Regions from separate parts of the Mus musculus genome. Here region 1 is linked to region 2. Evidence: chromatin contacts called from public ChIA-PET data. All regions are on one chromosome and are shown on one strand. Each heading gives the region's core, a stretch centred on a gene start, on an enhancer-like site or on the middle of the called end of the contact. The rest is flanking DNA. Distances are from core to core; before and after follow the strand shown. Region 1 overlaps Snx9 (sorting nexin 9). Region 2 overlaps Arid1b (AT rich interactive domain 1B (SWI-like)).

What was found. ChIA-PET counts read pairs in DNA pulled down with a chosen protein or histone mark.
Region 1: a contact with region 2 is called in an RNA polymerase II ChIA-PET map of memory CD8 T cells, with 6 read pairs. The contact joins two enhancer-like sites. A contact is called at or near these places in 2 of 115 datasets of contacts at active chromatin or transcription factors (memory CD8 T cells and microglia).

What each region holds. Positions count from the first base shown.
Region 1 is chr17:5,882,792-5,889,502 of GRCm38.p6, reverse strand. It overlaps Snx9 (sorting nexin 9), which reads right to left. Exons shown (of 18, transcript NM_025664.6): 2 at 2,420-2,506. Among named protein-coding and RNA genes, the nearest start is that of Gm35474, 38 kb to the right of the region's middle. Within about 2 kb of position 3,867, at least 98 of the 459 cell types and tissues checked have an H3K27ac peak or open chromatin away from gene starts, as enhancers often do. A contact at or near this core is called in memory CD8 T cells and microglia, where this site is marked.
Region 2 is chr17:5,235,815-5,242,743 of GRCm38.p6, reverse strand. The region is part of intron 4 of Arid1b (AT rich interactive domain 1B (SWI-like)); the gene reads right to left. Among named protein-coding and RNA genes, the nearest start is that of Gm34854, 15 kb to the right of the region's middle. Within about 2 kb of position 3,978, at least 164 of the 459 cell types and tissues checked have an H3K27ac peak or open chromatin away from gene starts, as enhancers often do. A contact at or near this core is called in memory CD8 T cells and microglia, where this site is marked.

The DNA.
Region 1 (6,711 bases), core at 2,618-5,117, 650 kb before region 2:
GGGAACCTACCCGGCTCCACCCATGCCCGTGACAGCCACCAAGAGGCTTTGTCCTATGTTTCCGGGATTGAACCTAGGTTCCTATTCTTATAAAACAAGTGCTTTCCCAAAGGACCTGTCTTCCCATTGTTGAGTGTATTTTCTATAACAAGTTATCCCAGAGAATCAAACTAGGAAATATGAAATAATTCCAGAGAAAAATACTAGGAAATATAATTAATAAAAAGGGTGTCCATGGGAACTGTGGTCATGTGTGATAATTTGTTACAAGGTTGAGTGTAGTCAATACTGTGTCAGGACAATATTCTAGGGGGTTTTCAAATTAAAAACATGTGAGTCAGCAACTAAGACAGGACATTTGATAATATTAGGAAATTACTAATTTTACGAAATGGCTGGAATGTATTGTCATTCTGTCTAAAAACTAAACCTATTTCTACTTGTTAGAAATACAAAACTAAGGGCTGGAGAGCTGGCTCAGTGGTTAAAAGCACGCACTGCTCTTAGGGACCAAGCACATGGGCGGTTCTCAATCATCCAGGACATCTGACGTTCTCCATGACCTCCACTGGCACTGAGACACAGCCCAGGTAGCCCATGAGAGCTTGAGCAGCCTGGTCAGGCTGCAAATACTATAGGTTTAGCATATAGGGCCAAAAAGCAAAGCTATGAGAATAATCATTATCATAAACCAAAAGAGGGGCTCAAAGTAGCTGGAGAGAGGCAATCAGAGAAGCCCTGGTAACCAAGCACAGCTTCCTGCCTCAGATACAGCCACTGCACTGTGATGGGGTATTCAGGAAGAACACTGGGGAACAAACCTCAGACAAGGAGCCTTAGGGCAAGAGACACAGCTGCTGGTGTGGAGCCTAGGGGCTGTGGGGGGAACTAGGAGGACATAGCAGCTGGTGTGGAGCCTAGGGGCTGTGGGGGGAACTAGGAGGACATAGCAGCTGGTGTGGAGCCTAGGGGCTGTGGGGGGAACTAGGAGGACATAGCAGCTGGTGTGGAGCCTAGGGGCTGTGGGGGGAACTAGGAGGACATAGCAGCTGGTGTGGAGCCTAGGGGCTGTGGGGGGAACTAGGAGGACATAGCAGCTGGTGTGGAACCTAGGGGCTGTGGGGGGAACTAGGAGGACATAGCAGCTGGTGTGGAGCCTAGGGGCTGTGGGGAGAACTAGGAGGACATAGCAGCTGGTGTGGAACCTAGGGGCTGTGGGGGGAACTAGGAGGACATAGCAGCTGGTGTGGAACCTAGGGGCTGTGGGGGGAACTAGGAGGACATAGCTGGTGTGGAGCCTAGGGGCTGTGGGGGGAACTAGGAGGACATAGCAGCTGGTGTGGAACCTAGGGGCTGTGGGGGGAACTAGGAGGACATAGCAGCTGGTGTGGAGCCTAGAGTCTGTGACAAGGTTGGGGAGGACGTGCCCAGGGGCACAGGCAGAAGGCTGTGGGCCTGCACTCTCTCAGTGGCGTCCTGGGAAGCAGGTGAAGACAGAAGCAGTGGCTGAAAGGTTTGCTCATTACAGAGACTAATTCTCCCTCCTATCTGCTCTTCTCCCTTCTGAAGAAAATAAGAGTAATTGAGATAATTTTCCTCAGAACTTTTATTTCAAACAGCTTTCATCTCACAGTCCTGCTAAAGACTTAAGAATGCTTACAATTAAGTTGCATATAAAGAGAATTGGACAGTGTGGTGACTACCACAGAGATAACAGAGCGTGCGTGGCCTGGATGATTTAATAATGGTATTGTTTACTTCTGAGCAACAAAGATCACAGAAGAAACTCAATGGGCTATAAAAATTGTATTCTATAAAAAGAAATGTGCTAAATTTCCACCAGAGGGAGTCTGAACCCAGAGACCACACAAATGCTTATGGGAAAGGAAGGGAAGGGAAGAGCGGTGTAGTCAGAGCTGCTCGTGCATGTATGAAGATGAACGCCTCTATGTGCACACACAAGTTCAAAGAGGGTTTATGAACACGGTGTTGTGGCCCTGCTGGGAGCTAAGCTAACACACACTGCTTTCTGGTAATCCTACTACAGGGTCAGGCTAAGAACAGAGAGAGCAATCAGAAACTAAGCTGTTTAGGACCGTCGGCATGACTGCCTATGTATTACAGAGACTCAGCCCTGTAGCGTAGGGACAAACCACTGGGAGTTGATTTCAGAACCACAACAGATGCTTGGCAGGCTACAAATGTTAGGGAACACCAGCAAAAAAGAGGCGCAATAAATTTAGTCACACACTCAGCCACATGCAGGGGCTGAACTTCTCTAGGTGTGCATGTGACAGCTTCTTGTAGCATCAGCATTTCATAAGCACCAGCTGAAACACCGATGTGAGCTGCTGAGCATGTAGAAGAAAGGCACCACATGAACGCACATCCACAGCACTGTACGCTCGCCCGCTCTTACCGGGTTTGTAACTGTGATGATTTCTCCTTCAGTAACGGTCAGCTCATTGTTTCCAGGCTCAGCAGCAAAGTCGTACATGACCCGAGCCTGCAGGAAGTGGGCAGGAAAAGAGGACGTTACAAATGTTAAGTCCAAAACAGATCTCAACATCTTAGCTTGCCTGTAAGTGCAACTGTGTGAACCTGACAGTGCCTGTGGCTGACCAGGAGAAAAGGAGAGACAGTTCAGGACACCTAGCTCCTTCAGAACCCAATGACTAGAGCCCCTGCACATATTGCATTTAGAGAGGTTGGTCCTAAAATACAATTCCAAACACACCTGCTTCATTAAAGCAAAAGCCCTCCCCTTCCATGTGGTCAGAAGCAGATGCAGGCACTGGTAATGGGTCCACTCAGGAATGGAGGCATTGCACACAGGCAGGCATGCTATGCCAGCCTTACACACGACAGAAACTCTTGGGATCACTCTTCAGCCCAGGAGCTAGCCCCTAGGATGACTTCTAGCCTCACACAGCAGACACGGACACTCTTCCACACTTTCCGCCGGACCAAGAGCTACAACAGGACTATGTATACTAGCCAGTTCTCCCAAATAGCTCTGATTTTCGAACTTTCAAAGTGGATCACCTACTTGTGGGGCATGTGGCTGTGACAGAGGACAGTGCAGCTGCACTCACTAAACCTATCCTCAGTAAACGCCCTGCAGGCAGCAGGCAGCAGGCAGCAGGCAGCAGGCAGCAGGCAGCAGGCAGCAGGCAGCAGGCAGCAGGCAGCAGGCAGCAGGCAGCAGGCAGCAGGCAGCAGGCAGCAGGCAGCAGGCAGCAGGCAGCAGGCAGCAGCCAGTAGCCAGCAGCCAGTAGCCAGCAGCCAGCAGAGAAGGACCAGCCTGAACTCACCACTGTCTTCCTCTCAGAGCTGCTTCAATTCCAACTATTTTAACAGAGATGGAAGACTCACACGTAGTGAGAAGATGAGAGGGGCCCCACTACCTTGAAATACATACAAAAGTAATAGAAACTATCTGTGAACAAGCCATGGGCCAGGTACTTAAAGCTCCGACACGCTTTAACGGGTGCTTCATAATGTTCAGTGGAAAATTTTTTTGACTTTTGCCCACATTTGAAATTTTTCCTTAAAAAAATCCTGGAAAGAAACAAATGGCAGTGTAGTCTGTCAGTCAAGAAACCCCATCCGCTGTCTCCTGGCAGCAAGGAAGGGGCTGAGGCTGAGGGACAGGCAAGGGGACAAACACTGCCAGTCTACACAGCCCAGGACAACGGACAAAGAAACCACGTGGAGGTACTGTCCTCACACAGCTGCACAGTCGATAGAATTCTGCTTGTCACATTGTGGGATGTTTTTTGGAGGCATGTCACATCAACCTCAGCCCTCTGCGGCGAGGGCAGGGGGAGATAAATGGGAGGGCGGCCTGCGGAAGGAAGTGAGCTTCCTCTGGAGCAGAGCCCGGCCTGCTGGCCCAGCTCCAGGCTGGGGAGCAACCTGCTGCTTTGTTGTTGCTCCTTGAGATGCCTGTTGCATTTTTCAGTTCAGCTAAATTCAGTTGCTCCCCAGGTACTGAATCCTGAAGGCCCTGGTGACTATGTGTAATTCTGTGAAGTGGAATGCGAGACAGTGACACGCAAAGCGATGGGTGGAAACTGCTTCGCACTCTAGACATTGGTGAACAGCCACAACACGATGGTTGGAGAGTGTGTGCCCTTCAAAGCTCATGTTCAGCCATCACCCCGGGTCCGGTGTTCTGAGCAGGAACCTAACGGAGCTGCTACTACACTCAGAATGCATTGCTACAAACCAGACTTCTTAGAGAGGGCTTACTCTCTAGCTTTTCTGCCACGTGAGGACCGGCATCCTCCCCTCCACCTGATGCACAGAAGGAGGGCTAATAGAGTCTTGAATTTGACTTCCCTGTATCTGTAATGCTGGTGAAATAAATTCCAGTCTCTGTAAGCTGCCTGCCCTCTGCATTCTGTTGTGGCAGCACAAATGGATGCAGACTCACAAATAGATACTGGCCTCAGCTCCAGTGTCTGCTGCCTACTTCCTATACACACGGCCTCAGCTCCAGTGTAACTGTCTACTTCCTATACACACGGCCTCAGCTCCAGTGTAACTGTCTACTTCCTATACACACGGCCTCAGCTCCAGTGTAACTGTCTACTTCCTATACACACGGCCTCAGCTCCAGTGTAACTGTCTACTTCCTATACACACGGCCTCAGCTCCAGTGTCTACTGCCTACTTCCTATACACACGGCCTCAGCTCCAGTGTAACTGTCTACTTCCTATACACACGGCCTCAGCTCCTGTGTAACTGTCTACTTCCTATACACACAGCCTCAGCTCTAGTGTAACTGTCTACTTCCTATACACACGGCCTCAGGTCCAGTGTAACTGTCTACTTCCTATACACACGGCCTCAGCTCCAGTGTCTGCTGACTACTTCCTATACACACGGCCTCAGCTCCAGTGTCTACTGCCTACTTCCTATACACACGGCCTCAGCTCCAGTGTAACTGTCTACTTCCTATACACACGGCCTCAGCTCCAGTGTAACTGTCTACTTCCTATACACACGGCCTCAGCTCCAGTGTAACTGTCTACTTCCTATACACACGGCCTCAGCTCCAGTGTAACTGTCTACTTCCTATACACACGGCCTCAGCTCCAGTGTCTACTGCCTACTTCCTATACACACGGCCTCAGCTCCAGTGTAACTGTCTACTTCCTATACACACGGCCTCAGCTCCTGTGTAACTGTCTACTTCCTATACACACAGCCTCAGCTCTAGTGTAACTGTCTACTTCCTATACACACGGCCTCAGGTCCAGTGTAACTGTCTACTTCCTATACACACGGCCTCAGCTCCAGTGTCTGCTGACTACTTCCTATACACACGGCCTCAGCTCCAGTGTCTACTGCCTACTTCCTATACACACGGCCTCAGCTCCAGTGTCTACTGCCTACTTCCTATACACACGGCCTCAGCTCCAGTGTAACTGTCTACTTCCTATACACACGGCCTCAGCTCCAGTGTAACTGTCTACTTCCTATACACACGGCCTCAGGTCCAGTGTAACTGTCTACTTCCTATACACACGGCCTCAGCTCCAGTGTCTGCTGTCTACTTCCTATACACACGGCCTCAGCTCCAGTGTCTGCTGACTACTTCCTATACACACGGCTTCAGCTCCAGTGTCTACTGACTACTTCCTATACACACGGCCTCAGCTCCAGTGTCTACTGACTACTTCCTATACACACGGCCTCAGCTCCAGTGTCTGCTGACTACTTCCTATACACACGGCCTCAGCTCCAGTGTAACTGTCTACTTCCTATACACACGGCCTCAGCTCCAGTGTAACTGTCTACTTCCTATACACACGGCCTCAGCTCCAGTGTCTACTGCCTACTTCCTATACACACGGCCTCAGCTCCAGTGTAACTGTCTACTTCCTATACACACGGCCTCAGCTCCTGTGTAACTGTCTACTTCCTATACACACAGCCTCAGCTCTAGTGTAACTGTCTACTTCCTATACACACGGCCTCAGGTCCAGTGTAACTGTCTACTTCCTATACACACGGCCTCAGCTCCAGTGTCTGCTGACTACTTCCTATACACACGGCCTCAGCTCCAGTGTCTACTGCCTACTTCCTATACACACGGCCTCAGCTCCAGTGTCTACTGCCTACTTCCTATACACACGGCCTCAGCTCCAGTGTCTGCTGCCTACTTCCTATACACATGGCCTCAGCTCCAGTGTCTGCTGACTACTTCCTATACACACGGCCTCAGCTCCAGTGTCTGCTGTCTACTTCCTATACACACGGCCTCAGCTCCAGTGTCTGCTGTCTACTTCCTATACACACGGCCTCAGCTCCTGTGTCTGCTGTCTACTTCCTATACACACGGCCTCAGCTCCAGTGTCTACTGCCTACTTCCTATACACACGGCCTCAGCTCCAGTGTAACTGCCTACTTCCTATACACACGGCCTCAGCTCCAGTGTCTGCTGACTACTTCCTATACACACGGCCTCAGCTCCAGTGTCTACTGCCTACTTCCTATACACACGGCCTCAGCTCCAGTGTAACTGCCTACTTCCTATACACACGGCCTCAGCTCCAGTGTCTGCTGTCTACTTCCTATACACACGGCCTCAGCTCCAGTGTCTGCTGCCTACTTCCTATACACACGGCCTCAGCTCCAGTGTCTGCTGCCTACTTCCTATACAGGCGGCCTCAGTTCCAGTGTCTACTGACTACTTCCTA
Region 2 (6,929 bases), core at 2,729-5,228:
ACTCCTTTAGAGACTGTGCAAATGGGTAAGACCAAGATTCTTACACACTAGTGGAGTCTACTCAGAGTGGCCACTTCTCACCAGACTCCAGCAAACTCACACAGAAGGCCTTGGTATCAATTAAACATGAGGCAAGCTGCACCTTGCACTCACAAATGGCTTGACGGTTCCCCTTCCTCCACCAGCACCCAGCTATATGCCTATGTAAGTGCTGTATCAGGCAGCACTCTGCTTAGCAAGTTACCACTGGGATGGAATAAGAAGTGGTCCTACAAGAAGACTTCACTGAACTGAGCAACTATAGGCTTGGGGAAACTGTCATAAGGAAATTCAAGCTGGGATGTTGTAATATAATAATGGTCAAAATTATAACTGAATTTTGTGATGAAAAATTCTCTCATCTTTAAGCAATATAATAAAATAGTACATTTGCATTTTAATATATTATGAAAATACAATCCTATTGATATTATATGGTCAGAATGAGTTCTAATGTTACATGATATGCCCTTATGCAGCAATTCTGCACTGTTAATACCATCTAATTTGACTACAACACCCTCAGAGGAAGTTACTAGAAGCTCTACTTGAAAAAACCCACAGAACAGAGGTCTGGAGTAGTAACTGCTTAAGGCTATGCTCCTCAGGGGAGAACAAGGCAACTGAAGAGAAGGCAGGCAAGATGGGAGAGGACACTGTAATGGGTAAGGAGTTTGTGGCTGTGCTTACAGGCCTGGATGCCCAGAAATGAGAGACAGGCTGCTGGTGTGACAGTTCTCCTAGGTGGTCAGCTCAGTAAGGCTGGAAGGTAAAGGCAGAGGAAGAGCCTAAGCCAACATGTAAAACCCCAGGCCATGCTGCTCTGAACGCATGCAGCTCTGCCATGTGTAGCCTCGTTTTCTATAACCTCTTCTCAAGTCAGAGCTTTCAAGACACAGTCAGGAGGATACTTGGGGCTCAGGAGAAAGCCCAGAAAGTAGACAGCTGACAAATGCAAGAATAGACCATAGTCCCCGGACAGTGAGTTGTGGACTAGACCCTAGTCCCCGGACAGTGAGTTGTGGACTAGACCCTAGTCCCCGGACAGTGAGTTGTATACTAGACGCTAGGTCCCGGACAGTGAGTTGTATACTAGACCCTAGGCCCCGGACAGTAAGTTGTGGACTAGACCCTAGGCTCCAGACAGTGAGTTGTGGACTAGACCCTGGTCCCGGGACAGTGAGTTGTGGACTAGACCCTGGTCCCCGGACAGTGAGTTGTGGACTAGACCCTAGTCCCTGGACAGTGAGTTGTGGACTAGACCCTAGTCCCCGGACAGTGAGTTGTAGACTAGACCCTAGTCCCGGGACAGTGAGTTGTGGACTAGACCCTAGTCCCCGGACAGTGAATTGTATACTAGACGCTAGGTCCCGGACAGTGAGTTGTATACTAGACCCTAGGCCCCGGACAGTAAGTTGTGGACTAGACCCTAGGCTCCAGACAGTGAGTTGTGGACTAGACCCTGGTCCCCGGACAGTGAGTTGTGGACTAGACCCTAGTCCCCGGACAGTGAGTTGTGGACTAGACCCTAGTCCCCGGACAGTGAGTTGTAGACTAGACCCTAGTCCCGGGACAGTGAGTTGTGGACTAGACCCTAGGCTCCGGACAGTGAGTTGTGGACTAGACCCTGGTCCCCGGACAGTGAGTTGTGGACTAGACCCTAGGCTCCGGACAGTGAGTTGTGGACTAGACCCTGGTCCCTGGACAGTGATTATAGTAGGAGCTTTCTTTCTAGGAGAATGTTATCAAAGATAAAAGTATAAATTATAGCTCATCAGGCCCATAAAACCAGGACATTTATATAAAACATTTCAAGACAAGAATGCCATTGGTTTAAGTAAATAAAGAGCAATCTTTAAAGTCAAATTTCTGCTTATGAAAAATAACATGATGACTGAAAATATCTAACCTCTGGGAATGGTATTATCAACTCTCAAATAGATGAGGTAAATTGAATCAGAATTTTCAGAATTCAGAGATAAAACAAACATTTTTGCTGTAGGCAACTGGCATACCTGATTTTGCATACACACACACACAGTAGGTAGAACTTTCTATTTAAACTTGATTACACACTGACACAGTGATGGTCCCCCTCAGATCTTATAAATTAGATTTCGCTTTTACAAAGCCAGGTAGGAATAAAGGAAGGTTATTAATCCAGTAATATGCTACACACAACTCAGAAACGAGCCACCCACACAATTAGTGCAGTTCTAGGAACAAAACTTAGGCTGACACGTCCTCCAGCTCACTTCTCGCTGTACCTACTCGACAACTGAGCGGGCGTGGATCTGCGGGAAAGGAGCAGGCATCTTGGGCTAATCTTTGCTGTGGTTGCCTCCCAGGTATGTCCTTCCTAGTCCATGTAACCAACTCAAGAACTTGCAAAATGACTGCAACCATGACCTATGGGTTGCAGGTAAGTTCTAACTATGCTCAGCCCATAAGCTCACATGGTTAAGTACTTGAAACAAAACAAAATACAAAGCCAACAACAACCCAAATCAGTATTTGTTAACAGACTAGAAACATGGAATTCAAATGGTGGCCTCCCTGTATTTCCCTATAGCAAGACACAGCAACCCCTGGTTCCTCCTGTGACAGCTGAGGCAGGGACTGAGCAACTGGGCCAGACCACGTGGCTGAGGATGTTTACTGTCTGACTCCTGATGCAAAGGCTTAGGTGCTGGCGCTAGACAGGTCTCAGGTGACCCACAAGAAGACCTTACGGCCTGCATTCGTTCCTGCACATCTTACCAGCAACAGTACCAAAACCTCCTGAAAGACTGACTGAGATGGAGGGTTCGCTGCGAATGGATAATCTCAGCACTGAACAAAACACAGGAAATTAAAGTAGCTTTGTAAAACAGTTCTTTTTGCCAAAAGGATATCCTAAAAGCTAGTGGGCTAGCAAGGTCACTTGCCAAAATGGCTTTTGTTGTTTTCTTAAACCACTAGTGGAGTAGTGATGGTATCTCATTCCACTGGACCAAGCTCAACTTTACAATTTGATGTGACTGGCTAATTAGCCCAAAGTGAGGGTGCAGTTTGTCTCACTAACTAGCTTTGATAAGAAGAAAAAGAAACCAAATCAAAACAACAGCTAAACAATTGCACAAGTTTTCTCTTAAAAAAGCAAAAGCTACAAAAGAAAAACTCTTCTGGGACGAGATGACATATAAGATTCGGGTGCCTGTGACAGAGCCCGTGACCCCGAGTTCACAAGCAAGCCCTGTATCATGAACCTTTGAGCAGGTGCTTTGCCAATACCAGCCAGTGAGGCACACTCCATCCACGTTAAGGCTCCTTGAGAGGAAACACTTATCCCACACCTTTACAGAGAAGATAATTTGGCAAATCGCTAGGTAGACATTTTCTACTGCAGACCAAACAGAGTTAAACAGATACAATGTAAATGCAGCTTTCAATTGTAGTTAAATAATTTTATGCAAATCTTCCTTCATAAAAACTGGAATGTTACTCATAAATTTCTGTAATTCTCTGCATGACCTACAAATTTCTTCCCCATCCTCCCTTAAAACTCCACCTCCTTGCTGAAGAAAGCGACAAGAGGGGGTGTTAGCGAGCCCCGTTCGCGCACGCTGCAGAGGCATCAAAACCACTTCTGTTATTCAACAGGCTGACAGAGGAAGCATCAAGAGGGAAATATAACAATGGCAGCGCCCTCGTGCTCACACGTCATCAGAAGCTCGGCGCTGACTAGACCTTGGTGCAACAGAAGAGCAATAAAAAGATATAATTTTTATATTACTGCTATACCCTCTTGGAACTTTTATATGTAAATGACACAGAAACGCTCCTGCCCTGCAGATCCTTGTGGTCTCTGTATGTAGAGCTATCTTAAAGCATACTAATAAAGGAAGTTCGGTAGCGCTCTAAGCAGTCAGCCTTGGTGACACTCCCCAGAGGACAGTTAGTCAGCAGGGCACCAGCTCCCTCTTCGGTAAGTACCAAAGTCAGATCTGAGAGGCCTGCATGCACAGGCAAAGCTGTCCTGCATCTCCTCCCAGGGAGGCACCTTCAAGCTACACTGCTTCTATTCATCTTGCTGGAGGGCTGGCAGCGAGGGCTCTGTGGAGGCTGTAGGCCTTGCCTCACAGCACCCATTATGGCCTCTCTTTCCCAGTGGACAGAAGGGCAAAGTTCCTGCTTCATAACCTGATATGCTGAGGTTCTGCTATTGCATTGGGTTTTCTCTGTTTAATGCCACCCAGAATACTGAATATTTATCAACACAACACAGCTGATGTGAGCTCACTGTTATCAACAAGGGTCCATTTAGTTTTAAAAGTCCCTGTATCAAACATCATGACAACCTGCAGTATTCTCTTTTTAATTTTTAAAGTCATTTCAAGGCAAGGTCTCTGCACACTTTACCACTGCAACCTCACACCCCTCACTGTCCCAAGGACAAATCTCAGTCTAACTCAAGTGACTGGTCAGTGGATGAAATACCACAAACAGCAACAGGAACTTCATCTGACTTTTCTCTGAATTATTACAACTCAACAATAAGCCTGATTTCTTATGTGGTTGCAGTAATAGAGAAGGAGAGCACATGGCAAACTATATGAAGACAGTGTCCAGGAGTCACTGTAAAACGTTACACACAAACACTAAGTAGAAGCTTTCTCAAGTCTATGCATTGCAGGAACCTCCCTGAGAATACTCACTTTAAAATTTATGAGTCACTACATCAGAATTTCTTTGGCTCTGTGGTATGGTGTTCAATTCAGCACATGTCAGCCCAGGATAAGTTCAGTCAACACTGGGACACGATACTGATTTAGAGAACTGGGAATAAGCTAGCATATTGTACTCCCTTGCTTAATTAAATAAGTGGGTTTTCAAAAAGCAAATGAACTTGCAAATACTCCCAGCCACAGCTCTCGATACAATTAGCTGCTGGAGGAGAGATCAGCCCTGATGGTGAGCTGCCCCACACGGCACACATTCGGGCATCCCTTGCTTAAGCACGCCACATGAGGACACGGGATAAACAGAGTTAGGAACAGAGAAGATATTTCAATCAATGCAACAGGCACAGGCCTCATTTCAGGGTTTTAATAGGACACAGCTAATGATGTCTCACTGTGACTTCCCAGGGGCGCAAGGCACGGGTTAAAACACCGGATCACAACTCTTCAGAACTCTCAGTGATCTTCAGCTGCACGAAGACCTTCCTGCCTTCCATCCTCCCGCAACCCCCGACGGAAACAAAGAAACACAGAGAAACACACACACGCGCACACTCAAACAATTCAACACACACAAACAGAGATACAAACACATGCACCCCATATACACACAGAAACAAAGAAATACACAGAGAAACACGCACCCTACACACTCAGACAACTCACAACACACACTAAGAAACACACTCTCAAACAATTCAACACACATACACACACACACACACAGACGCAGACCCATGCATACACAGACACCACACGCATACCTTCAACTAGACCCTAACTTTAAGGACACCGACTCTTATGCTAAGCACGGGACAGAGACAAGATGGATTCCAATGTTCAAGAGCAAATGAAAACGAACGTATTAACACCACACAACATAACCCAGCACATGCAAACAGTTCTAAATATTTACCACAAAAGCTCTCCTGAAACTACTGACCCAGCTGTTACACTTTATGAATGAATTCTCAGCCTGACTACCAAGCATCACCTCAGGGGGTCAAAGACCCAGCCTCCTCATTAGCTTCTTAGCCTACTTGAAAAGTACAATAAAGTCACTTCACACCTTCCCAGCTTATTTTGGTACTGTAACTTCAAGCATTGATGCAAATGTACCTTGAAGTTGATATCTAAGTTGAGCTAATAATTGGCACACAAAGTAAGAATGCTCAGTGACTTAGATTCCCACGACTTCCCAGGTTCTCAGCACAAAGCCGAATCGCAAGCAGCCTGCCCAGGCTCCCCCTGCTCATTTGTCTAGATGGCAATTGAGTTTTTAAAAGCTTAGAGTTCCGGTCTCAATATGAGACATGAAGGATGTCAGAAAGACAGAGCAAATCCTCAGACCTGAGGTCTGAAAACCACCCTCCTTTCAGCTTTCGCATTCAAAACTTTACCTCTTTATCCTACAGGACAATATATACATCGCTCCGCCAACTGATGTGTGAGGTTGGCCGGAGAAAATACTCATCATGGATGCGAAAAGTCACAGACTCCAATGGATGACAGGGACATACCCCAAAGCCAAGGGAACTACACAGAAAAATGTGGGTCAGACTCCACGCCATGCAGATAGCCAAGAGCTCCTCTGGGAACAACTTGCCCCCGACTCATTTGCAGCTCTACTCAAGCAATGATTGCATTGTGGGCAATTCTCGTTTTAAGGGGACATCTCTGGGATAATGAGCTAAGCTGACACTTTACACAGGCAGAATTCAGTCTTAAGCATACCATTAAAAACGTTGTAACACTTATATTTCCTCAAAATAAGAGACATAAAAGTAGGATGGGCATCTTGCTTTGGGAAGAAAGGGGGATTTGGCGGGAGAGGGATAAGGCAAGTTAATGAGGGCGATTATGATCAAATATATAATGGATAAAACTGTAAAAGAATAAATAAAATGTAAGAATCAGCACATAAAGTAACAGCTAGTCTTAAAGGTTTTGACGTGAAAACTGTGTGTGCGTGCGTGCGTGTGTGCGTGCATGAATATATGTGTGTGTGTGTGTGTGTGTGTGTGTGTGTGAGAGAGAGAGGGGGGGGGGAGACGTGTGCATACCTGTTTGTGTGCAGTGTATGTGCAGATGCAACCGCACAGAGAGGCCTACGGTCACCTCATGTGTCTTCCTCCATTACTGTTTATTTATTGAGACAGTATGTCTTAC